Linked DNA regions of Sus scrofa: regions 2, 3, 4 and 5 are each linked to region 1. Evidence: chromatin contacts called from public Hi-C and promoter capture Hi-C data. All regions are on one chromosome and are shown on one strand. Each heading gives the region's core, a stretch centred on a gene start, on an enhancer-like site or on the middle of the called end of the contact. The rest is flanking DNA. Distances are from core to core; before and after follow the strand shown. Region 1 holds the start of NOB1 (RNA-binding protein NOB1). Region 2 holds the start of COG8 (conserved oligomeric Golgi complex subunit 8). Region 3 holds the start of TERF2 (telomeric repeat-binding factor 2). Region 4 has its middle 18 kb from the start of TERF2. Region 5 holds the start of CYB5B (cytochrome b5 type B (outer mitochondrial membrane)).

What was found. Promoter capture Hi-C pulls out the DNA fragments that hold promoters and counts their contacts. A called contact is a pair of places that touch in the nucleus more often than the background predicts.
Region 2: a contact with region 1 is called in a Hi-C map of skeletal muscle, with 5 times the contacts expected there. The contact joins the promoter of COG8 here to the promoter of NOB1 in region 1. A contact is called at or near these places in 1 of 5 promoter capture datasets (fetal liver), 4 of 47 Hi-C or Micro-C datasets (blood, heart right ventricle, liver and 1 more) and 1 of 2 datasets of contacts at active chromatin or transcription factors (alveolar macrophages).
Region 3: a promoter capture Hi-C map of fetal liver shows a contact between it and region 1, with 6 times the contacts expected there. The contact joins the promoter of TERF2 here to the promoter of NOB1 in region 1. A contact is called at or near these places in 4 of 5 promoter capture datasets (fetal liver, fetal skeletal muscle and liver), 21 of 47 Hi-C or Micro-C datasets (blood, embryonic fibroblasts, fetal heart ventricle and 11 more) and 2 of 2 datasets of contacts at active chromatin or transcription factors (alveolar macrophages and skeletal muscle).
Region 4: a contact with region 1 is called in a Hi-C map of skeletal muscle, with 9 times the contacts expected there. The contact joins the enhancer-like site here to the promoter of NOB1 in region 1. A contact is called at or near these places in 3 of 5 promoter capture datasets (fetal liver, fetal skeletal muscle and liver), 15 of 47 Hi-C or Micro-C datasets (blood, embryonic fibroblasts, fetal heart ventricle and 8 more) and 1 of 2 datasets of contacts at active chromatin or transcription factors (skeletal muscle).
Region 5: a promoter capture Hi-C map of liver shows a contact between it and region 1, with 4 times the contacts expected there. The contact joins the promoter of CYB5B here to the promoter of NOB1 in region 1. A contact is called at or near these places in 1 of 5 promoter capture datasets (liver), 2 of 47 Hi-C or Micro-C datasets (embryonic fibroblasts and liver) and 1 of 2 datasets of contacts at active chromatin or transcription factors (alveolar macrophages).

What each region holds. Positions count from the first base shown.
Region 1 is chr6:17,232,054-17,236,788 of Sscrofa11.1, reverse strand. It overlaps NOB1 (RNA-binding protein NOB1), which reads right to left and starts at 2,926. Exons shown (of 9, transcript XM_003126901.3): 1 at 2,766-2,926; 2 at 2,511-2,643; 3 at 561-691. The coding sequence starts at 2,828.
Region 2 is chr6:17,643,362-17,648,096 of Sscrofa11.1, reverse strand. COG8 (conserved oligomeric Golgi complex subunit 8) reads right to left here and starts at 2,553. Exons shown (of 6, transcript XM_003126905.6): 1 at 2,058-2,553; 2 at 124-331. The coding sequence starts at 2,545. NIP7 (NIP7, nucleolar pre-rRNA processing protein) reads left to right here and starts at 2,693. Exons shown (of 5, transcript NM_001048071.1): 1 at 2,693-2,785; 2 at 2,905-2,991; 3 at 3,088-3,226; 4 at 4,023-4,163; 5 at 4,370-4,735. The coding sequence starts at 2,730. The coding sequence ends at 4,489.
Region 3 is chr6:17,603,845-17,608,579 of Sscrofa11.1, reverse strand. TERF2 (telomeric repeat-binding factor 2) reads right to left here and starts at 2,832. Exons shown (of 10, transcript XM_003126908.4): 1 at 2,331-2,832; 2 at 2,126-2,221; 3 at 1,328-1,458. The coding sequence starts at 2,709.
Region 4 is chr6:17,585,205-17,589,939 of Sscrofa11.1, reverse strand. No RefSeq gene overlaps it. Among named protein-coding and RNA genes, the nearest start is that of TERF2, 18 kb to the left of the region's middle. Within about 2 kb of position 2,024, at least 26 of the 83 cell types and tissues checked have an H3K27ac peak or open chromatin away from gene starts, as enhancers often do. A contact at or near this core is called in fetal liver, liver, retroperitoneal adipose tissue and 1 more, where this site is marked.
Region 5 is chr6:17,555,582-17,560,316 of Sscrofa11.1, reverse strand. It overlaps CYB5B (cytochrome b5 type B (outer mitochondrial membrane)), which reads left to right and starts at 2,287. Exons shown (of 5, transcript NM_001159592.1): 1 at 2,287-2,502. The coding sequence starts at 2,347.

The sequences.
Region 1 (4,735 bases), core at 1,677-4,176:
CAGCCACAGCAATGCCAGATTCGAGTCGCATCTTCAACCTACACCACAGCTCACGGCAACGCCAGATCCTTAACCCACAAGCGAGGCCAGGGATTGAACCCAAAACCTCATGGTTCCTAGTCGGATTCGTGAACCACTGAGCCATGACAGAAACGCCTCTTTCTGCATTTTTTTTTAACCAACCATTACCAAAAACCTATAGGTCAAGACTGGGACACATTTGCTAACTGCAATGTATGGACTTAACCTGGATCCTGATCCAGACAAACTATTAAAAAGTTTATGAATTACTATTAATTTTGCATCGGTGTAATATTGGTTTTGTGGGTATTTTTTTGAGACATCCATTCTTTACAGACACAGCAAAAATATCTACAGTGAAACCACATGATGTCAAAGTTCAAAATCTTCAGGGCTGGGGGTGGTGAGGACAGAACAGATCATGAGTTGATTAACCGTGGAGGCAGAAAGATGGGGACGGTGGCTCTCTACTTTTGTACCTGACAGTTCTCATAATAACAAAATCCAAACAGGTTAAACCAACAATCCTTCTGATTTACCTTTTCTGGTTCTTGTTTTAGGTGAGACACCCCAACGAACTCTGCTTCCAACTGGTAGGTGAGTGCCAATACTTGGATATCTGTGGCAGAGAGGCTGGGATAGTCTCCCGTTTTCTTTGAAAACTCAGTTACTGTGAACAAGAGATTCCAAACCTCAGTCAGAAGCAAAGAGCCATAGCTGCTGGATAACCATGATAAAAGTATGAAAAGAACTTATATCCCAAGAAAAACCTCTTAACATTTTAATCCATTTACTGATCCTTTGCTACTCAGAACTGGGACATTTGTATTCTCATCACGATTCATGCCAGGGAGTTCCCTTGTGGCACAATGGGTTAGGATCCGGTGTTGTTGTCACTGCAGGGGCTTGGGTCGCTGATGTAGCACGGGTTTGATCCCTGGCCTGGGAACTTCCACATGCCACGAGTGTGGCAAAAAAAAAAATTAAAATTAAAATTTTAAAAAATAATAATAAGGAATCACAATAAAAACTTAAAAAAAAAAAGATTAATCCTAGCTAGTCATGATGTCCTCATTGACTTGATGGCAAATGAAGGAAAAGAACAGGTTAAAAGTTAGCATAACATCTGCAAATGAGAGTTCCAATTTATCTGGGCTTTGGTGATTACATTAGAATAGAAGGTCTCTTCCCTCCCAGAAATAAAATTCTTTTGATTCTAACAATCCAGATTAATAGACTGGATAATCAGGAGTTCCTGTCATGGCTCAGCAGAAATGAATCTGACTAGTACCCATGAGGACTCGAGTTTGATCCCTGGCCTTGCTCAGTGGGTTAAGGATCCAGCATTGCCCTGAACTGTGGTGTAGGTTGCAGATGGGGTTTGGATCCATCTTTGCTGTGGCTGTGGCTGGCAGCTGCAGCTCCAATTCAACCCCTAGTCTGGGAACCCCTATATGCCACGGGTGCTGCCCTAGAAAGACAAAAAAAAAAAAAAAAAAAAAAGGCAAAGAATGGATGAAAAATATTGGGTGCATTGGGTTGCTTCATATTCAACACATAGTAAAAGCCCGCTGTTGCTACTGTTATTCTCCTGAGACATCAACAATAAACACATAAGAGATTTTCACTTATCAGTAGAAAGATGTCTTTTGCTACACTAGCACAAAAAACATTAAGTATGCTAGTCATGTTTCCTAAAAAAGCATCTCTTAAAAGCAGCTAAAATTTACTGGCACTTACTGTGTACCAGGCATTTTTAAAAAGGCTCTCATTTTATCCCTCAGCCAAATCTTGTATAGAATTTCCTCATAAAGATAAATAATTGGTCAAAGATCATATAGCCAATAAGTTGGAGAAAACTACATAAGTCACAAATAGTTTAGATACCAACAACTCCATCATCAACTTTTAAACCCTAAAAACACTTCCAACCACCCAGGCCCTTTAAAGAGGTGGGATCGTTACCTTTGATTCCCTAACAATAGAAAAACGCTGACTCCTAAGCCAAGCGACAGCTGTTTAGTTTTCTTACAGGGCTAATAACGTAAAGCCTAAAAACTATTCCTTTTTCTGATTTGAGACCAGCCTCCTTATCCAAAACCGTCATCACTCTGATCTACTGGAAAAAAAAAAAAAAGGTGGGGGCAAGAATAAGAGATCTGGCTTCTTTTTTTAACCCCAATACATTTACTGAATGTTTCTACAGCGCTGGATACTGTGCTGAGTGACAGACTCCTCATTTAATGCTCCCAGCAAACTCGTTATTAATTCTGTCTTACAGATGAGGCAAGTGAGGCCTAGAGAGTGAGTGATGTAACTGGCAAGTTCTGGCTGACTCGTTACTCAGAAAACCCCTCTCCCACCACGATCTCCTAGATGGTGCAGTTTCTAGTTCAACTCTGCTTTAGAGACTCCAACCAGCACCAAGTTAGGTCCAGTCAGCAAGCCGGGACCCTGCTTCGCCATCAATACAGGGCAGAGGCACTCACCCAGCCGCACGTATTCCGGGAAGGGCTCCTTGAAACGCAGCTCGTAGGGCAGGACCGCGAGCCTCCTGCGCGTGGCCTTGTCTCGAATCTCGCTAACCACATCCCTAATGGTGTAGATGTTCTTCCCGATGTCCTGCGGGGAGGCCGGCCCGGCTCACATTCGCCCGTACCCATGCAACGCGCTGCCCGATTTCCCGCGCCCCTTTAGGGGCCGCCAGCCCAGATCCCGCTCCTCTCCGCCCAAACCCCCTGTACCTGCAGAGCCGCGTTCTGCAGAAAAGCCCCGGCATCGGCCACAACGTGCTCCACCGGCGCCATCTTGGCCAAGATGGGCCGGAGCGCACATGCGCACGGAGCTCGCACCGCCCCCTCAGTCCCAATCAGGGCCTCTGGAAGCCGAGAAGAACAGAGGCGACTAAGCAGCGTCGCCTGGTGGCCGCGCCCGCATCTTCCGGCTCAGGGTTCCTCGCGCGCATGCGCAATGCTGCCACCAGCCCTGCCACGGGAGTGTGGGCGGGGGCAAGCTTTGGGCCGGTGGAGCGGGAGGAAATGTGCTTTGGTATCCACTCCTTGGCGCTTTTTTTAGGTGTAAAGGCCAGTGAAACTAACAATTTCACTGTTCAGAGTTAATCAATACAGGTGACCTCATTTAAAGATCACAACAACACTAGGTACTAGTTGGTGAGGTATGGAGGTTAACAGTGAAACAAGCCTAATCTGGAGATGTTGTCTTTTCTTTTTCGGCTGCACCCGCACTGCATGAAAGTTCCCGACCAAGGATGGAATCCAGCCGCCTCTTCAACCTATCCCACTGCTAGGTCAACGCTGAATCTTTAACCCAATGTGTCACAGTGGGAACTCCAGAAGCCGCTTTCTTGTCCACTTCTTATCCATTCTGCTGCTGTAACCCACTTCATTTTGAGCGACTTGGAGCCAGGATGTATCATTTACTTAGCTTAATATTCTTTTTTTTTTTTGTCTTTTGTTGTTGTTGTTGCTATTTCTTTTTTTTTCTTTTTTTTTTTTTTTTTTTGTCTTTTTGCTATTTCTTGGGCCGCTTCCGCGGCATATGGAGGTTCCCATGCTAGGGGTCGAATCGGAGCTGTAGCCACTGGCCTACACCAGAGCCACAGCAACGTGGGATCCGAGCCGCGTCTGCAACCTACACCACAGCTCACGGCAACGCTGGATCGTTAACCCACTGAGCAAGGGCAGGGACCGAACCCGCAACCTCATGGTTCCTAGTCGGATTCGTTAACCACTGCGCCACCACGGGAACTCCAGCTTAATATTCTTATCCCACTTACATAAGAAAGGTTCTTAATTCCTTGCTGGACAGCCGAGCAGCACAAGGAACCAGGCAGGACCACGTGGCCCAGCCACATGAAGCATGACTGCAGACTTGCAGTGGGCTCCTGAGCTACTTGATCCTTCTCAGGAACCAGGTCACGCTCTTCCCCCTCATCCTGATCTTCTGGATCGAGTTTAAGTTCCTCTTTTTCCTCAGTGCTGTCAGTGGCCTCTACATCAACAGCCTCATCCACGTCAACAGCCTCACCCATCTTTAGGGGCATCATATAAAATTTAGGCCCCCTTCTGAGGATATCAAATTCTACCAGAAAAGGATGTCAAGTTGGGACTCTTCTAACATGTAACCTTAAAATCTCCACCTTTTAGCTTTTGGATGATCAGACCAGTGGCCCAGGTGCCTATTCAGCTGGTCTGCAGCCCAGAGGCCAGTGGGTGACTCAGTGCCACCAGCTGCACTGGCTTAGCTAAGTTATTAAGATGTTGATTTTACAAGAAGAAACCTATTTTTAAAAAATAATTCCTTGCTCAACTGAACCAAAGGGATATTTCTTAAACTTTTAAATTCCCTTTCAAGTCTGAGATTCCATAATTATGAGATCTGGTCTGTTAGAAATGCCTGCTAGTGAATTTTGACTGGATGATGACTTGAGTTTTCAGTCATCCATTTTCAGTGGTATTGAGTTATTCTATACTTCGTCAAGTCTTTCGTCTTACTCTTGGTTAGTAATTTATCCATCTATCTCCAAAAACTGTTCAGTGCCTGGGAGTCTTTTACAACAATTGCCCCAAACCCCTTTTCCTTTTCCCCGCAAAGTATCTCAACTCTTCTTATCATTCATTCTCTTCAACCTCCAGAGCCAGTGATTCCTGTCCCCACTGCCCCACCTGAAATAGAACAGTTGGAGTCTGTTTCT
Region 2 (4,735 bases), core at 1,304-3,803, 410 kb before region 1:
AGCCTGCCTGGCTGGCAGAAGCATGCAAGGAGTTTCCCTAAGGTTTCTGCCTAATGGTTCAGTGATGACCACAGAATTATAACAAGCACATCAGTTTGAGTCCTCTCTGGGCAAGTTGGCTACCTGGATGACAGGGATGGAGGAGTATTTTCTCTCCAGTCGGTGTACGTAGGCTGCAAGCTCCAGGGCCTCTTCATAATAGCTGTTCCGGACACAGGTGTCCATGAGCTGAGGTATCTCCAGGATTTCCAGGATTTCTGTGTGCCGGTTTAGAGTCAGGGTGTTCATCTGGCGATTGGAGCTGATCTCCTCAGCCTCTTTCACAAAATTCCTAGTAACAATCAGGAGAACGTTAGTGGTTCTGCATCCACCTTAACTGCAATTACCGAGCATTTACTATGAACTGGGCACTGGGCTGGATGATTTTTCTGATTTAATCTTCATACCACACCCATGAAGTTAAATACTTTTATCCTTGACGAAATTTTAACCCAAGACTTTAAGCAAGTTGTCCAAGATCACACAACTAATAAATGATAAAAAAAGGTTTGAACCCAGATCTGTCACTGAACAAGCTGTAACAAGGTAGTCTTTAGTTTCCTCATTGGTAAAATAGTAATAAGACCCACCTCATAAGGATGTGAGGATTAAATTAGATCATGTATATAAAACATTTAATGCAGAACCCAACACAGAGTAAATGTTCCTCTAATAATAGCTGCTCTTTTTTTTTTTTCCTTTTTTGTCTTTTTAGAGCCGCACCCACAGTACATGGAGGTTCCCAGAGTAGGGGTTCAATTGGAGTTGCAGCCACTGGCCTACACCACAGCCACAGCAACACCAGATCTGAGCCACGTCTGCGACCTACACCACAGCTCATGGCAACACTGGATCCTTAACCCACTGAGGGAGGCGAGGGATCAAACCTGCGTCCTCATGGATGCTAGTCAGATTCATTTCTACTGAGCCACAATGGCACCTCCAATGACAGCTATTCTTCTTTTCATAATGCCTGCCTAACCTAGAAACTACAACCTTAACCCCAAGTTCCCTCAGCCTCTTAATCTTCTCCTATGCCACTGTCCATCCTTAGTTCCTGCTGCAGTCTCCATTTCTTCCCCATAACTGTAAAGTCCTGCTTTATGAAGCTCCCTGTCTTTTGTAGGGTATTGGAAGAGTACAGAAGCCATGGTCAAATGTGCAAAGACAAAGAAAACTTGAAACTTTTATCATGTGAGGTTGGAAAGCAGAATTTGTGGATTGAGGTTCGAGAGAGGCAGAATATGGCTCGAGGAGATCCTGTCGTGGAGCAGTGGAAAGGAATTCGACTGGTATCCACGAGGACACATGTTTGATCCCTGGCCTCACTCAGTGGGTTGGGGATCCAGAAATGCCGTGATCTGTGGTGTAGGTCGCAGATACAGCTTGGATCTTGCAATGCTGTGGCATAGGCTGGCAGCTGTTATCTCCAATTCGACCCCTAGCCTGGGAACTTCCATATGCTGTGGGTTCAGCCTTAAAAAGGGAGGGGAAAAAAAAAAGAATATGGTTCCGATAGGACGGTTTGTTTGGATTTTTTGGATAATTTTTACTGCCCCCGAATGAGAGGATTTCCTTGGCATTCTCCTATCAATGAAAGTTTTGGAGCCAACGACCCTGGTCCAAGCTACTGTGTGTACCTGTGTGTTGTGTGTATATGTATGAAGGTGACAACTGTAGAGTGTTAATTATGTCAGATCCAATGATAAGTGCTTTGCATGGATTCTCTACTTAGCGCTCACGACAGCCCTACGAGGCTGCTGGGTTCCAATTTTGACTTCGAGACTTACTAGCTGTGCCTTGTGTCAGTCACTAACCTCTGTGTCTCGACTTCCTCATATACAAAATGGGAATAATACCTACCTCGAAGGCTGCTGTGACGTTTAAATGGATTAATAAAATGCTCAGATGAGAGCGTGGCACCTGGTAAGCGCTATCTAAGTGTTAGCTATTTCCCTCATCGTAAATATTAGCTGTCACAGCTCTTAAAAGCCCCTTAAACGCTGGGCCCGCCGCACCTGCAGCTCTGCTGGAAGCTGGGCAAGCGGTCGAGCAGGCGGCCGAGCGACTCCTCCACGTCGCCAAAGAGGCGATGTATGCGCTCGGTGCACTCGGCGCCGCGGATGAAGGTCTTGTAGTTGGCGAAGGCCAAGTCGCGCGTCTGCTGCAGCAGCTGCGCTCGCTCCTCCGCCAGGCGCTCTGGCTCGCGCCGCAGCCGATCCAGCCCCGAGCCGCTCAACTCCCTGAGGTAGCGGCCCACGTCGGGCCGCTCCCGCCACTGGGCCTCTGGGAAGCGGTCCCGGAACAGCGATGCCAGGAGCCCTTCATCCTCCACCTCCCCGAGAGCAGCCGCAGTGGCCGTCGCCGTGGCCGAGGCCGCAGTTGAAGCAGGGATCGTCTCCGTCGCCGCCATCTTCTCAGCAGCGGCGTCCCTTCGCCTCCCGCTCGGCGAGGGCGCTGGCTCGGAATCCAGGACCGGAAGCAACGCCGCACTTCCGGTCTCCATGGCGCCTCACCCGGCCGGCTTGCATTCCCCGCTGGTCCTCCAAGGCCGCGGGGCGCTCGCGTGACGAACCACGCGAAGGCAGCTAGAGAGGCCGGATTTGAGGTTGCCAAGGAGAGGCGGGAGGCTGGCCTTCCGTTTCCGGCGACTGAGGCACGAGGATCCGGTGTTCCAGCCCAGCGGGAAAATGCGGCCTCTGACTGAAGAGGAGACGCGTGTAATGTTTGAGAAGATAGCAAAATAGTAAGAACGCCCGGGGCAGATGAGGGAGTGCGTGCATGGCGGGGAGGGCTGTGGGTAGAGCGGGGCCGCGGGGCCGGGACGAGTCCGGGCGCAGCCTCCAGCCTCTTTTCTGCTTTCAGCATCGGGGAGAATCTTCAGCTGCTGGTTGACAGGCCCGACGGCACCTACTGTTTCAGGCTGCACAACGACCGGGTTTACTATGTGAGGTGAGGCGGGGCTGGGTAGGCAGCATGGACCCGGGTGGAGGCCTGGGTCCCACCAGCCTCCCTTATCTGACACCTCCTTCTTCCTTACCCTTTCAGTGAAAAGATCTTAAAATTGGCCGCTAATATCTCTGGTGACAAGCTGATGTCGCTGGGAACGTGCTTTGGAAAATTCACGAAGACCCACAAGTTTCGGTTGCACATCACAGCTCTGGATTACTTAGCACCTTATGCCAAGGTTTGTGGGGAGTGGTTTTCAGCCCGCTTCTAGGGATGGGGGCGGTCTAGGCTGAGGGCCACATCAGACTGCAGATAATTGGGCACCTGCGTTAGTCCCTGAGGGTGCCTAGGATCAGTGCCAGCACCTGGAGATGTTCCTACTTAGATCTTGCTGCTTGGGCGTGGTTGGGGCTGCGTAGTGATTGGAGTAGTATCTCCAGCAAAGTAGAAAAGCCTTTTCTGATCTAGTTCAAGAGGAAAAAGTAAATAGGAGGCTGCGGTGAGGAGCATAGTGGGATCCAGAAAAAGCCGTTAAACTGCCCGTGGGAAAGGTCGATTGTAGAGTTGAAGGAACCTCCTAGCAGTTCTGAACAGTTTGAGGGAAGCATGCCTTTTTCTTTCTTTTCCTTGAAATTTGTATTATGAGATAAAGGAAGTACAGGGATGAAATAAACAGCATGGGGGAGTTCCTGTTGTGGCTCAGCGGTTAAGGAACCCGACCAGTATCCATGAGGATGCACGTTCTATCCCTGGGCTCAGTGGGTTAAGGATTGGACCTTGTGGTGAGCTGTGGTGTAGGTTGCAGAGGCAGCTCAGATCTGACGTTGCTGAGGCAGCTGCAGCTGCAATTTGGCCCCTAGCCTGGATACTTCCATATGCTACGGGTGTGGCCCTAAGAAGACAAAAAAAAGAAAAGAAAAAAAACTTTGTTCATAAAGAAAGAAAAAAATTAACCATAGATTCAGCAGCTAGCTTGTCTGCAGGCATCTAACTATTTTTATTATGTCTCTTGGATGTAATTCTTTGTATTGTAGTATAAAGTGTGGATAAAGCCTGGAGCAGAGCAGTCCTTCCTGTATGGGAACCATGTGCTGAAATCTGGACTTGGTCGAATCACTGAAAATACTTCACAGTACCAGGGAGTTGTGGTGTACTCCATGGCAGACATCCCTTTGGTGAGTACATGTGGTAGCTGTTAAAAAATCAAGTATCTTTTTGTTTAAGAAGGATGTATTTTCAATCTTCACTTGAGAGACTAAGATCTCAGCACCTTTTGAAGTCCTCAAAGAACTATATTTTTTTCATCTGTGTTATTTCCAAATCTTAATGCGTGCTCATCGAATGACTTGAGTGAATCAGTGTCTCTTCTTTTGAATCCCAGGGTTTTGGGGTGGCAGCAAAGTCTACACAAGACTGCAGGAAAGTAGACCCCATGGCGATTGTGGTATTTCATCAAGCAGACATTGGGGAATATGTGCGGCATGAAGAGACATTGACTTAAAACGAAGTCATCGAGAGGACTTAAGGCTGTGTGGAAGGGCCTAGCTTTTCCTGTGTCTGTGTAGGCTCCACCGTCATGGTGAATTTTGTCAACACTGACCTCTTCAGGGACTTCTTAGTTTAACATTCTATCATGGACAAATCCAGGCTGGATTCTTATTATGCAGAAGTGGCTCAAAAATGGAGTTTCGGATCTTTGTGATTGTGACTCAATAGAAATCTGTGTTTTATGTTTGAATCAGAGGGC
Region 3 (4,735 bases), core at 1,583-4,082, 370 kb before region 1:
TAATAAATATGCAGCTCAAAGATCAAAGCACACACTCTTCCAGAAGAGAGGCCAGAAGACAAATCTACAGCCGTTATATTCTGAAGGAGTTGCATTTCTGAATTAGCTAGCTACTTAACAGGAGTTACATGAATTACCTTGGACTGGTACCATTTCTTCCCAGTCAAAAGATCCTTAGCTATTCTTAAAGTACACATGAATTTCTCCTCCCTTGCTAATATGACTTCTCTGGCATTTTATCTCCAACACAAACCTGACTTACCTATACTAAAAATCTATTCCTGTAGTCATTCCGCCTTGGAATTTTCTAAGCATTCTTTGCAAGACCTAAAGTAGTTCTTTCTTAAGGTCCTTAATGAATTAATAAAATATCTGCATCCCACACACAGTTTTTTTAACAGGATGTCTGAGTACTTAGCAGCACACAGCTGAAGGACAGAGAGGTTTTCTTTGCTAAGCAAGGTTTTATCCACACCCCTCTCCCAAGATCCCATCCTTTTAGGAAGTGCTCTTATCTTCTCTTACCAGTTTCCTTACTTTAACCACCAAGGCAGTGCTGAACTGAGCTGTTGTTCTTTAGTCCCCACCTCTGCATCTGCTTCCACACCCCCAGCCTTGGTTATTGGAAAAGAAAAAGCTTTTTCTGACTGGTTTCCATGGCCACTTCAATGTTTTAAATAAAAATAAGTTCCACTACTTGAAGCTACCTGAGCCATGACACAGTTCCAGTTCCAAATTCCTGGACACTCTACTAGCTTTTTTCTTGTCAAGAACACTGCCTGTATCAGCCTTCTACTATTACCGTTTTTCTAATTGGCTGATTATCCCAGCACCTCTGATTCTGTTTGTTCAAAGGGAAAGTTCCCTAAGCTTCTTTCTGCAATGGCATGAAAGAGCTCAAAGTCAGACCCAGATTTTCCAAGCTATTTCCAAGCTGTTCTCTTAGTTTATCATAAACAAGGGTGACCAAACCCTAGGCCAGTTATTTCTAGCCTTTCACGATGTTCCTGAATGGTACAACAACCTCCAAAATGTCAGTCTTCAATGCCAACTCACCTCCTGCATACTGTGGCCCCTCCTGCCAGGGATACCAGGAAGACCGCCAAAATCCCAAAAGCTGAGCACTGGCCATTAACAGTTCTTTCCAAGTCTGGGCTAGGAAGGGGTTGCCCAATGAGATAACATCTTTGTGTGTGTTACATGTTTGAGTGTGCACAGTGGCTCTCTGTCCATCTCTGTTTGTCCTCCACCCCACACAGAAAAGATAAGCACTGATTCTCTAAGACCTTTGATTTTTGTTAAAAAAGAAATTAAAATAGAGCCTTACAGCCTCCTTGACCAGTTTTCTACTGGATTCCACCACTGCCTCTGTCAGTGTAAATTCCGTTTTAATCATCTCCAGCACATTGATAGCTGATTCCAGTGGTGTGAGCTCAGCCTCCATATCAAAGGAACAGTCTAGGACAAAGAGCACAGTTTTCACTAACCTATTTTCTAAGGAGCAGAAGAATTATGTCCAAATATATATATATATACATATATATATATATCAAAAAGAAACATGCAAATATAGTTAAGATTTGCATTTAATTTGCTGGTATACTGGCTGCAGACTTACAAACATGTTAACGGTCCAGATTCAAATTAATGAATTTCAAGTGATTTTCAGTAATTTTCAAGACAGGTAAAAAAATTTATTTTTTAACACATTCATCTGCATCTAAATTTCAGCATACTCACATCTTCCTCAGATACAAATGGCCAGAAACTGAAGGCCGTTTTGCTAAACAGCTGTGAGGTTCAATTCCGGGGGAGAAAAAGTGTTCTTTAAAACACACCACTATGGAGGAAAAATGGTCATCTTCACATAACTCACTTCAGATAGCAACAAAGTTGGGGCGAGCAAGAAACAGGTGGGAGGAAATAAAAAAACAGAGAAAAGCAGCCAAGAGAATCCCAACTGTAGAAAACTAGAACTAGAGAATAAACTCATCCTAGAAGGAAAAAGACCACTGTATCGAAACATAGCAGCCCACTTTAATCGTGAATCTTTCAGTCCCGGATGTAAGTTTGAAAACAACATAACCCTAAATAAGCCCAGAAAAGAACATAAAAATAGCCATACCTAAATTCTCCCCTTCTTCAATGCGCGACAGACACTGCATAACCCGCAGCAGCCGAGACACGGTATGCTCCTTCCCCAAGGGCCTGACAAGCAAAGCTAGGAAAGAAGACATCGTTGGCACGGCGACCCCCAGCCCCGACGCTCGGGCCCCGCAGATCTCCTTCCCAGGAGCCCCCCAGCCTCCCTTTCCCGGCTCGGCCCTCACCCTGCATGATGTCCCGGATCTGCCTGAAGTCCTCGTACCGGCTACCCCGAAAGGCCCGCAGCGCCTCGTGGAAGTAGAACTTGAGCACCCAGCGGTTGACTGCCTCCTCCAGCCGCGCCTCCCCCGCGCCCCGCTCCGCGGCGCCCCCCAGCCGCGGCGCGTGGCGCCCCCGCCGAGCCCGCCCGCCGCTGCGGGACGTCCGCCTGCCTGCCGCCCGCCCGCTGCTATCGCTGCTCCCGCCTCCTCCCGCCATCGCGTCCGATCGCCGCGCGCCCTCCCCGCCCTCTCTGCCGGGACGCTTCCCCGACTGTGACGCCGCCGGGTCACGCACGACGCCCGGGCCGGAAGCAGGGCCTGCCGTCCCGGCTCCCGCGGCCATGATACGAACACCGTTCTGAGGCGCCCGCGGGCTTCTGGGAGGGAAAGGACCGGGGGCTCCCTGGCCCCCTCTCCGACTCCGTAGTTCCCGGTGTGTCGGCCGCAGTGCATTCTGGGACTTGAAGTTCACGGCAGCCAGATGGGTTAAACCAACCTAGGTTTGTGGTCAAATGTCAATTTCCCTCCGCTATTTTGTAACACTGTACTGGAGACTCGGGGCTATGTATAAAATATTGAAAAACAAAGGCGTGAAGTGTGTATTAAACATTTTTTAAATCGCGAAATGTAACATAGAGAGGAAACTTTGTTAAACAAGTTTACATTTTACTAAAGTAAAAGGCCAGTGTTAACCCAGTCGAGGTCAAGAAATAGAATATGGCCGGCACCACGAAACCCCTAGACATGTAAGACATATACGTTTTTAAAATTAGAAAAATAGCACATTTTGTTGTAGAACAATTGGAAGAAATAATGCAAAGCTTAACATTTAAGTCAGCCTTATCCCCACATGAAAAAACAAGCTGACATTTAGGTTTATAGCCTTCCAGTGTCTTTTGTATACCTTGTGTGTGTGTTTGTATACACACACAAAAAAACTAGAATTATGTTATATATATATTTTATAGAGCCTTTATTTTGCATTCAGCATCTAGTGGACATCTTTACATGTCACTAAATACTTTTTCTACAGTATCTTTAGCAGCTACATAGCATTCCAATATATGGGTGAAATGAAAGCCTCCTTTATATAAACCACTACTGTAAGGCGTTTAGGCTATTTAAAAATTTTGTAATTCTAGACAATCTAAATGTTAGAAAGATCCTTTTAACTATATCATTGCACAAATTCATAATTATTTCCTTAGAATAATTTCCTTTAAGTAGAACTACTGAGTCGAAGAATACACAGAGGAGTTTCCCTGGTGGCTCAGAGAGTTAAGCATCAGGCATTGCTACTGCTTGTGGCTCAGGTCACTGGTTTGACCCTTGGCCAGAGAAGTTCCGTATACTGCAAGCATAGCCAAGAAAAAAAAAATAGATTACACAGTAGAACAAAGATCAGGACATTCACTCATCAACCTTCCCTTTTACTATTGAACAAAGTGCAGACTCCTTAACATGACTTTTAAAGTCTGAAGAAGTTACCTATTTGCCAACCTCATTTTGGGCTCACTTTTCATATGTGTATGCACAACTTTTATCACTTCCTTTTCATCTACTACTCAGTTTGCTCAGAGCTTCATGTTGTCCATTCCAGCCTAAGGAAACCCTTCCTGTCCTTCAAACCTCACTTGAAGGACATTTCACCCTTTCTTGACTTTCTGAGTTATGTTAAATCCCTTTGGTGCTCCCTCCTTTGCCCCTCCTTCATCCTTCCTCAGCACTTCTGGGGCCACGTACTTTGTCTTCTTGTTTACCTTGCATCCCAGAACCTAGCTCAGGACATGTCACATTTCTTGAGGTTGGATTGAATTGAGTAGGCACATAAGTAAGGCTTTTAATACATGTTGAAAAACTGCCATCAGCAGATTATATTTACTGAAACTTAATTTCACATCCACCAGCAAACTGTATTTACTGAAATAGGGACATTCTTAGGGCTTCCTCACATTTCTTATGTATTTGTGTCATGATTTTCTCAATACGATACAGCAGACCACACAATCTTGTGACTGTGTGGGATACTCTGTCTGTGTTCTTTTCTTCCTTACTATCCCTGTAGATAGACCCGGAGAGGACTTTTTTAAAAAAATCACTTTTTCTCTCTTCTCCAAGTCTCTTTTTGTCCAACCCCAGTTGCAAATCCACTTCCAGCCTTCACTTTGCTGGACATGTTCTTAAAACTTACTTTGCACTTCTGTGATAAGTTTGCCGCATTGACCTTGGAAAGCCTATTCCCCATGTCTCCATTGGTTGTATCATTATCTTTCACATCCACTGTATCTTCCACAGGCAGGGGAATGAGTAAGGGGCATTTCCAAAGGACTGGGTAAGCTTGGCAGGGGTGTAGGAAGGAAGTGGGGACA
Region 4 (4,735 bases), core at 775-3,274, 350 kb before region 1:
TATGCTGCAGGTGTGGCCCTAAAAACACCAAAAAAAAAAAAAAAAAAAGGTGGCTGAGGCAGATTGGAGCCTGTCACTACCTGGCTCCAAGACCCTCACCCTTGACCATGGTCCTGTATGAAATGAGAGGGTTCACTTCATCTACTTGTTATGCAGAAGCTGTGAATAGCTGCAGGAGTTGTTGGGTTAAGGAAACAGGGTGAATGATTATTGCGTCACAAACCTCCGTCTAGCTCACATATATTAAGCACTCACTATGTGCTAGTCTCCATCAGAGGCTGGGGAAGGGAGGGAAAGAGTGTCAAGAGATGAATTAGACATGATCGTTGCACTTTAAGAGGCTTCTTGTTTTCGGAGTGAGGAGCTGACAAGTATACAAATAGAGCATGTGAAAAATAATAGGAAAACACAAATAAGAAAGAAGAAATCAGGAGTTCCCATCGTGGTGCCATGGTTAATGAATCCCACTAGGAACCATGAGGTTGCGGGTTCGATCCCTGCCCTTGCTCAGTGGGTTAAGGACCCGGTGTTGCCGTGAGCTGTGGTGTGGGTTGCAGATGCGGCTCTGATCCAGCGTTGCTGTGGCTCTGGCGTAGGCCGGCGGCTACAACTCCAATTTGACCCCTAGCCTTCGAACCTCTATATGCATGGGAGCAGCCCTAGAAAAGGCAAAAAGACAAAAAAAAAAAAAAAAAAAGAAAGAAAGAAAGACAAAATCAAAGCAGCATAGCAGGATGGTTAAATCCATGGGCTGTGGAGTCCAGTTCTTAGCCGTGGGACCTCTAAGCCTCAGTTTTCTCCTCTGTAAAATGGGCATAGCCTTTAGGTATTTGTTGTAAGGGTCAAATGATTTAATGTATTATTTAATTGCTTACCATTGAACCTGGCAGATGGAAAGATTTGTCAAAATGTATTGTTTGGGAGTTCCGTTGTGGCTCAGCTGGTTAAGAACCCAGCATAGTGTCTGTGAGGATGCAGGTTCGATCCCTGGCCTCACTTAGTGGGTTAAGGAGCTGGCATTGCCACAAGCTGTGGCACAGGTCTCGGTTGCGGCTTGGTTCCAGCATTAAGGTGGCTGTGGCATAGGCTGACAGCTCTAGCTCCAATTCGACCCCAACCCAGAAACTTCCATGTGCTGCAAGTGCAGTCCTAAAAAGAGATTTACAAAACAAAGGGATTGTTTGATAAAGCTTAAGCAAAATAAGAATCACATGTACAACTTCCTTTCTGGGATATTGGCGCCCCTTTCTCAAATTTTTCTGAATTCCCCCGCTCTGAGAGACTCACTGCCTTGAGACTTATTCTTTCCCCTGACATGGTTATCTTTTGATCCTATTAAAACGTCTCCAGGAAAGAAGGCTGTGGCAAAGGGGCCGCAGCCCCCCTGCACCACAAGCTTGGGCTGCATCACAGGGACGGGGAGCTGAAACTGGAGGTAGCCCCTCGTGACAGGCAGGCAGATCAGGAGAATAAACCTGGAGTGTCTGTCAGAGAGTGTTTAGGACCCACTGCCCGAGATTTTCATTCTGCTCCAAATTGAGTCTCATTACATCCTTTGCTAATGTTGGAATGTGACTATAATCATAGGAAGAGTTTCCCATGATTTTATCCTACAATCAGTTCCCCTCCCAACACGTGTATTTATTGTTTTCTCTCAAACACTGACTCACCACTGCCTTCATCCTCAGTCAAGGTCACTGCTTTGATATGCTACAGTGGCTGCCCCTTTCAGCCTTGGTGGGGTTGGGGGTGGGGATGGGGTGGGGGGGGTTCTTTCCTCTGAAATCCACTGCCTTCTGACTACTATGCCTAAATGAACACCTTCCTCTCAAACCTGGTAAAAACTCACCTCCTTCTAGAACCTTCCCTGCTGCATTCTTTACTTTTGCACTCCTGTTTGGTGCTACAGATGCGGTTGGGGTCGTTGGACCGTCGCCAGGCAAGTGCCCTTGTGTCTTTGTTCCGTGTGTGCAAGGTCTGGTTCTTCCCATCGGGGGCAGCATGCATCTGTGGAGAGCGCAGGGACTCGGCCACCTGGCGTGCGTTCACATAGCAGCACCACTCGTGAGTTGTCACATTCACTCTGGCTGTCCTTTGTCACCTTGGGACGGCTCCTTTATTCTCGTGTATTGTCATCTTCCGTCCGGGTTTCTCCAGACAGCTAGCTGTCCCTTCCCCACTCGACTTTAGTTCTTCCCAAGAGTGGACAGAGGGCCCTCTTCTGACTTCCCAAAGCACAGCCTAAGACCGTGTGTGTGCCCCACCATTTCCTGCAGTGAAGGGGACGATGACAGGCCCTTCCTCCCTGAATTCCTGTACGAAGGAAATGCGATAGGGCACGATCACAGAACTTGGCCTACAGCAAGTTGTGGCAGATCCTTTAGACTGACGGGTTTGCTCCAAATCCGGCCCGAACTCTTTCTAGCTCCCTTTCTGGAAAAACAAACACTCGCGATATTTCTCAAACTCCCTTGCAGCTCCAGTTTGGTTTGTGATTTAAATTCCACGGGTGTGAGATTTTAGAACTCTGAACTGTGTGGAGGGAGAGGCGGGTGTGAAACATCCATTTGGCTGCGGCTGATCGTGGCAAAGGCAGTGTGATTCTAGAACCAGCAGCTGGGATGACCGCTTAGCAGTTCTGAAGGCTTCTGGGTGGTGGCAGAGGCTTAGGCTGGCTTGTCAAGGAGTCCGCGGTGTAATTTTGGAGGTCATCCCTGGACATTTAGACTAGAGTCTATTTCTTAATTTTCATAGTGATCCTGTGAGCTAGCCATACTCTTGAATAAATCCCTTTTGCTTAACTTAGCACGAGTGAAACCATTGTTTGCCACTAAGAAAACTGAGCAATATTTAAGTTTTCGATAAATGTTAGCTTTCATTATTATTTTAAAACTTTGTTGGAGTTCCCGTCGTGGCTCAGTGGTGAATGAATCCGACTAGGAACCATGAGGTTGCGGGTTTGATCCCTGCCCTTGCTCAGTGGGTTAAGGATCCGGCATTGCCATGACCTGTGGTGTAGGTCACAGTCGCGGCTTGGATCCCACATTGCTGTGCCTCTGGCGTAGGCTGGTGGCTACAGCTCCCATTAGACCCCTAGCCTGGGAACCTCCATATGCTGCGGAACGGCCCAAGAAATGGCAAAAAAAGACTAAATAAATAAATAAATAAAACTTTGCTGAAGACTTGATAATGTCAAGAAAGGACATTTTTACACTAGCAACTGGATAAGACCATGTAAAATAATTTCTAGAGTAGCACTGTGCCAAAGAGCTTTCTCTGATGGTGGAAATGTTCTGTATTTGCCCCCAGTATGGTAGCCACTAGTTATATGTGGCCACTGAGCACGTGAAATGTGGCTACTAGTCACTGAGTTTTTAATTTGTTTTCATTCCCTAATATTTAAAATTACATACGTGCACACTGTTGGTGGTGAGCGTGTTGGACAGCACAGTCTTCGAGTGTCTCAGCCTTACCTTCCAGAAGGGTCATGACAGCCTTCTCTGTCTATAACCAAGAACGTTCATAGGTTCTTCCTCAGTCCCCAGTCTCAGGCCTCGTCTTGCTAATACGCAGAGATGCAATATGCCCACAGCAATGACAACTTTGACATGATAAGCTTAGGGACTCACTGCCCCAAATTCCATTCCAAGATTGCACTTTGGCTTTCTTTTTTTATTTTTATTTTTATTTTTGTCTTTTGTTTTTTTTAGGGCCCCCCCGAGGCACATAGACGTTCCCAGGCTGGAGGTCTAATTGGAGCTACAGCTGCTCGCCTACGCCACAGCCACAGCCACGCCAGATCTGAGCCGCGTTGGTGACCTACACCATGGCTCATGTCAACGCCGGATCCTTAACTCACTGAGGGAGGCCAGGGATGGAAGCCACAACCTCTTGGTTCCTAGTCGGATTTGTTTCTGCTGCACCACCACGGGAACTCCCATTTTGGCTTTTTATTCACAAAACCCAAAAGTTTATGAAAGAGCTTTTGCTAAAATGCAAACTTGTCTTAAGAGGCAAATCTCACCTTGCACTTAGAGAAAGAAAACCATGTATTGTATTAAAATATATATATGTGTGTGTGTATATATGTATTTCCCATAACATCTAAGTGTTGAATTTCCAAAAATATTGGGGTCCTGTGTTAGACAAGGAGTTCTCATACTTTGCTGCATATTGGCATCACTCTAATAAAGTAATTATTTGCCAGACACACTTCAGACCAATCAAATTAGCATTGCGAGAAGTGATGAAAGAAAACCAAAAACTTTATCTGCAACCCTCTAATTTTTTCAAAAAAAGAAGAATGTACTCCTATATTAACTAGTCGTTAAAGGTTAATAAAAATATAAGTACTGATAGGATTTTTAAAGGGATAATTTATTGCGAGATAAGAGAAATAATTATAGACCTGTTACTCAAAGCCAGACATTTTTGTTTTTCCATTTTGGTTGACTAGAGGCTCTTAGGAGACAGTAGTCATAGAGCCGTCATCCAACAACTCTAGGAAGCTTCTGGAATGCAGACATTCACAAAGAGTACAGATTTCAGTCAGGTTCCTCTTCCATAGTGCCCCCTTCACATGTTATGTGAATTCATCCAAATAATAAACCAGGAGTGTTTTGTAGACCTTCCTTCCCATGTAACCAAACAGACGGACAACCCAGGGGAAGCTGAGAAAAAAGATAAGAGGTGTCCAAGTTCAGTGTCAGATGGTCTTTTGATTATGCTCCCCATC
Region 5 (4,735 bases), core at 1,038-3,537, 320 kb before region 1:
CTTAAATGGCTGATTTTTAGTCCCAGGCTCCTTCATAGCATCATGAAGAGTTGTAAGACGGTGAAGATGGAACTTTTGCTGTGATCTACTAGCCAAAGTAAGTAACAAGGCAAGCCAAGATTCAAGGTGAGCAAGAGACTCCATGTCTGGACAGGAGGGAATCTGCTTTTTTTTTTTTTTTTTTTTTTTTGTCTTTTTCTAGGGCCACACTTGCGGCACTTGAGATTCTCGGGCTAGGGGTCAAATGGGAGCTAGAGCCGTAGGCCTACGCCACAGCCACAGCAACCGGGGAACCGAGCTGCGTCTGCAACCTACACTGCAGGTCACGGCCACGCTGTATGCCACTGAGCGAGGCTAGGAATCGAAACCCCAACCTCATGGTTCCTAGTCGGATTCCTTAACCACTGAGCCACGAGGGAACTCTGGAATCTGCATTTTTAACATAGGCTTCTCAATTGACTCATGCTCACTGGGGTTAAGTGTCAATTATTCATTTACCAAATATATGTCAGAGCTGTGTTCCTTTGCATTTGCTGCAAATCTCTATTGCTGCCACTTAAATTTCTATGTATGTAAATGTTTTTCTGTCTTTCAGAAATTTCTGAAATGGTAATGTGCTTACATACTCTATGGAGATGGAATCACTGGCGCTCAGAATGGTAGCAGAGTTTGTGAAAAAGGTGGAATTTGAGGTGCTTGAAAGGTGAATAGGCAATGGAAGGGTACCTTTCTGGGTTGGAATTTGAGGTGCTTGAAAGGTGAATAGGCAATGGAAGGGTACCTTTCTGGGTTTTTTTTGTTGTTGTTGTCTTTTTGCCATTTCTAGGGCCGCTCCTGCGGCATATGGAGGTTCCCAGGCTAGGGGTTGAATCGGAGCTGTAGCCTCCCGCCTACGCCAGAGCCACAGCAATGCGGGATCCGAGCTGCATCTGCAGCCTACACTACAGCTCATGGCAACGCCAGATCCTTAACCCACTGAGCAAGGGCAGGGACCGAACCCGTAACCTCATGGTTCCTAGTCGGATTCGTTAACCACTGCGCCACGACAGGAACTCCTGTTTTGTTTTTTTTTTTTTTTTTTTTTTTTTTGACCCACAGCTTGCAGCTACTTGATGTGGGACATCAATTCCCAGACCAGGGACTGAATCTGGGCCACAGCAGTGAATGCGCCTGAGTCCTAACAGCTAGATCACCAGGGAACTCCCTGGAAGAGAGGGGATGGAGCTTGTAAGACCCCAGATGTGAATTTTTACTCGTAAGTTTAGGAGTCAGTAGCTGGTGCACAAGGCTTATAAAAGGTGAAAGTGGGTGGGGGTGGACTATGGAGAGTAGGGGAGAGTGACATGATGAAAATGACATTTCACAATAACCAACTTGGCATTTGCAATGGCAGTTAAAAATGAGTAGCTCACTACCCTGCACATTAACCCAACTTGTAATTCCAAAAGGCCAGGACCTCTACCCAGCGACAGTTGAGGCGAATTCTATTTTAGAACACATAGAAACAAAACAGTGTAGTTTGTCCTGATCATTAAAGAATTCATTTAAAATCCAGCCTTAAGATATAGTTGACATGACAAAATCAGATTCTTAGTAGTGGCACAAAGTTAGGTGACTCCATACTGTAACCCCAGTCACTGTCTCAAGGCCTCAGGTCAGTCATTCCGCTTTTTCTAACACCGCCGGTCACTTATGTATTGTTATGTACCAAGCTTTCTGCACTCTCATTTAATCTATAAGGTAGAGATTATGCCCATTTTGCTTGTGAGAAGACTGCCTTAGAGAGACGGGGTTCGCGGGTCACAGCCTGGAGGCTGCAAACTAAAAACGTAAATCTGGGGCAGGAACAGAGAACTGTGCGGATGGTGGGGGGAGAAACGAGCTCCACGTGGCTCAGGAAGGATCCGCCGCGTGGAGAAGGAAATAGGAATGGTGACTCTGCTCCCTCTTTTCAGAATTCTGCGGGGCCCTACGGCGAGTGAAGAGGAAACCTTCTGGCTCTTTGCCTGACTCGTCTGTCAACGTCTCTCTTCGGCGCTTTTCCAAAATCACAGTATTTCATTGGTGAGATTGGAGAGGATGGGTAAATATGATTGGTTAGTTGGACCTCGAACCAGGCCCACGCCCCTAGGATCATGCCAGTAGTGGGCGGGATTTGAAACTGAGTCCCTCGTTTCATTGGTGAAGAGAAAAAGAACCAGGAACTATCCGAGGTCATGATTGGCTGTTGCCAGGAGCCTTATGGGCCTGGTTACGGAAGCCCGGAAGAACTGAGGGCTCTTTCCACCTCGAGGAAGTTAGCGGCGGAAACCGGGTTAGCGGTGGAGAAGAGATATTGGAGACCCAATGGCGACTGTGGAAGCCAGCGGCAGCGATGGGCAAGGGGTCGAGACCTCCGTCACCTATTACCGGTTGGAGGAGGTGGCGAAGCGCAACTCCCCGAAAGAGCTATGGCTGGTTATCCATGGCCGAGTCTACGATGTCACCCGCTTCATGAACGAGGTGAGGCCCGGGAGGTGGGCAGCGAGGGGTGGTCGGGCCCGAAAACGCTGCTAGGGTCGTGTATAGGAGGGAAGTGAGGCCTGGCTGTCTGCGACCAGGCGTACGAAAGCGACCACGAGACGGAGACTGGGGAGGCCTGGTCGGTATGCAATTCTGGTGTCTTCAGTGATATAATGCGCTGCGTGTCACACATCGAGCACTTTCTGTCTGCTAGGCTAAACTCTTGAGTCGTCGTTATCCCCATTTTACAGAAAGGGAAGCAGCCTCACAGATTCTCGTTTAACAGAGCCATTTGAAGGCTCTAGAGCCTTTGCTCCTCGCCCTGTACTTTGTGAAGTAATACCATGTTTGGTCTTCGTTTTCTTAAGAAGCTGAGATTTCTCCCCACCCTCCCATCCCTCCATTATGCCGCCTTTATTTTTTTTTTTCTATTTTGAGTTGACCTTGAGGCCGGAGGTTGTGAGTTGGTTTTTTTTTTTGGCCATTGATTTAGGTCTGTCACCCTCTTTTGTAAAGTCTGTTGTGTCAGGTTCTACAAATTCTCCTTGAGACCCTCCCTGGTATAACTCTTTCTTTCTTAAAGGAAACAGACTTCTCTCTCTCTCTTTTTTTTTTTTTTTTTTTTTTTTTTTTTACTTTTTAGGACCACACTCTCAGCATATGGAGGGTCCCAGGCTAGGGTTGAATCGGAGCTGCAGCTGCTGGCCTACACCACAGCCACTGCAGGATCCAAGCTGCATCTGTGACCTATACCACAGCTCAGGGCAACGCCAGATCCTTAACCCATTGAGCGAGGCCAGGGATGGAACCTGCAACCTCTTGGTTCCTAGTCGGATTCGTTTCTGCTGAGCTGCAACTGGAACTCCCAGACTTCTCATTTTTTTAAACTCTATTTTGAGGTGTGATTTACATAGAGTACATTGTGTTCCTTTAAAGTGTACAGCTTGTTGAGTTTTGAAAAATGTATTCACCCAAGTAATAAATCCGCTCCAGTTAAGAAAACATTTCTAGGAGTTCTCGTCGTGGCACAGTGGAAACGAATCCAACTAGAAACAGTGAGGTTTTGGGTTTGATTCCTGGCCTTGCTCAGAGGGCTAAGGATTGAGCTTTGCCTTATGCTGTGGTGTAGGTTACAGACTCAGCTCCGATCTGGCGTTCCTGTGGCTCTGGCATAGGCCCGCGGCTGCAGCTCAAATTGGACCCCTAGCCTGGGAACCGAAATATGCCACGGGTGCGGCCCTAAAAGACAAAAAAGAAAGAAAGAAAGCATTTCCACTACTCTATTTTTAATTTCCTTTTTTCTCCTTTGTGGTCATTCCCCTCCAAATCCCTGAAGGTTTGGGATATTTGAAATATAAATTAATTAATTAATTTATTTATTTATGGTGTGCATTATTTTGTCTTGATTAATACATTAGTAATCTTGTAAATAATTCCTTGGAAGTTCTTTCATAATATAACCCTATTATAACTGAGAAAAAAGTTCATTTCTATTAGTTCTTTCTCTGAAGTGAATATAAAAAAGGTAAATATTTTTCCTTTTAATTTGGGGCTTGGGAAGAGGAAGCTTTGCATCCTGATTCACAAATCTATAAAAGTTTTTAAAACTTAAGCTTTCCCCAAAAGGACATTTTATTTATTTTATTTTTTAGAGCCATACCTGTGGCATCTGGAAGTTCTCCCAGGCAAAATTTTTTTTTCCCCTTTTTAGGACCACACCTGCAGCATGGGAAATTCTCCCAGACTAGGGGTCAAATTGGAGCTGCAGCTGCTGGCCTGTGCCGCAGACACAGCAGCACCAGATCTGAGCCACCTCTGCAACCTATGCCACAGCTTAACCTATGCGCATCCTCATGGACACTAGTTGGGTTCTTAACCCAATGAGCTACAATGGGAACTCTAGAAGGACGTTAATAAATCTTTCTAGTGGCCAACAAGTTAACTTATTAGAATGTAGTAACTTTTTGCCTCTGTAGGTTGTACAGCATTTTTTGCTTTTAAAAGTTCTTTCCCATTGTTTCAGCCTCAAAATAACTAGTTGTGGAGTTCCCATCGTGGCTGAGCGGTAAACGAACCCGACCAGTATCCATGAGGATGTAGGTTCGATCCCTGGCCTTGCTCAGTGGGTTAACGATCCGGCATTGCCGTGAGCTGTGGTGTAGGCTGGCGGCTGTAGCTTCGATTCATCCCCTAGCCTGGGAACCTCCATATGCCCCAGGTATGGCCCCAAAAA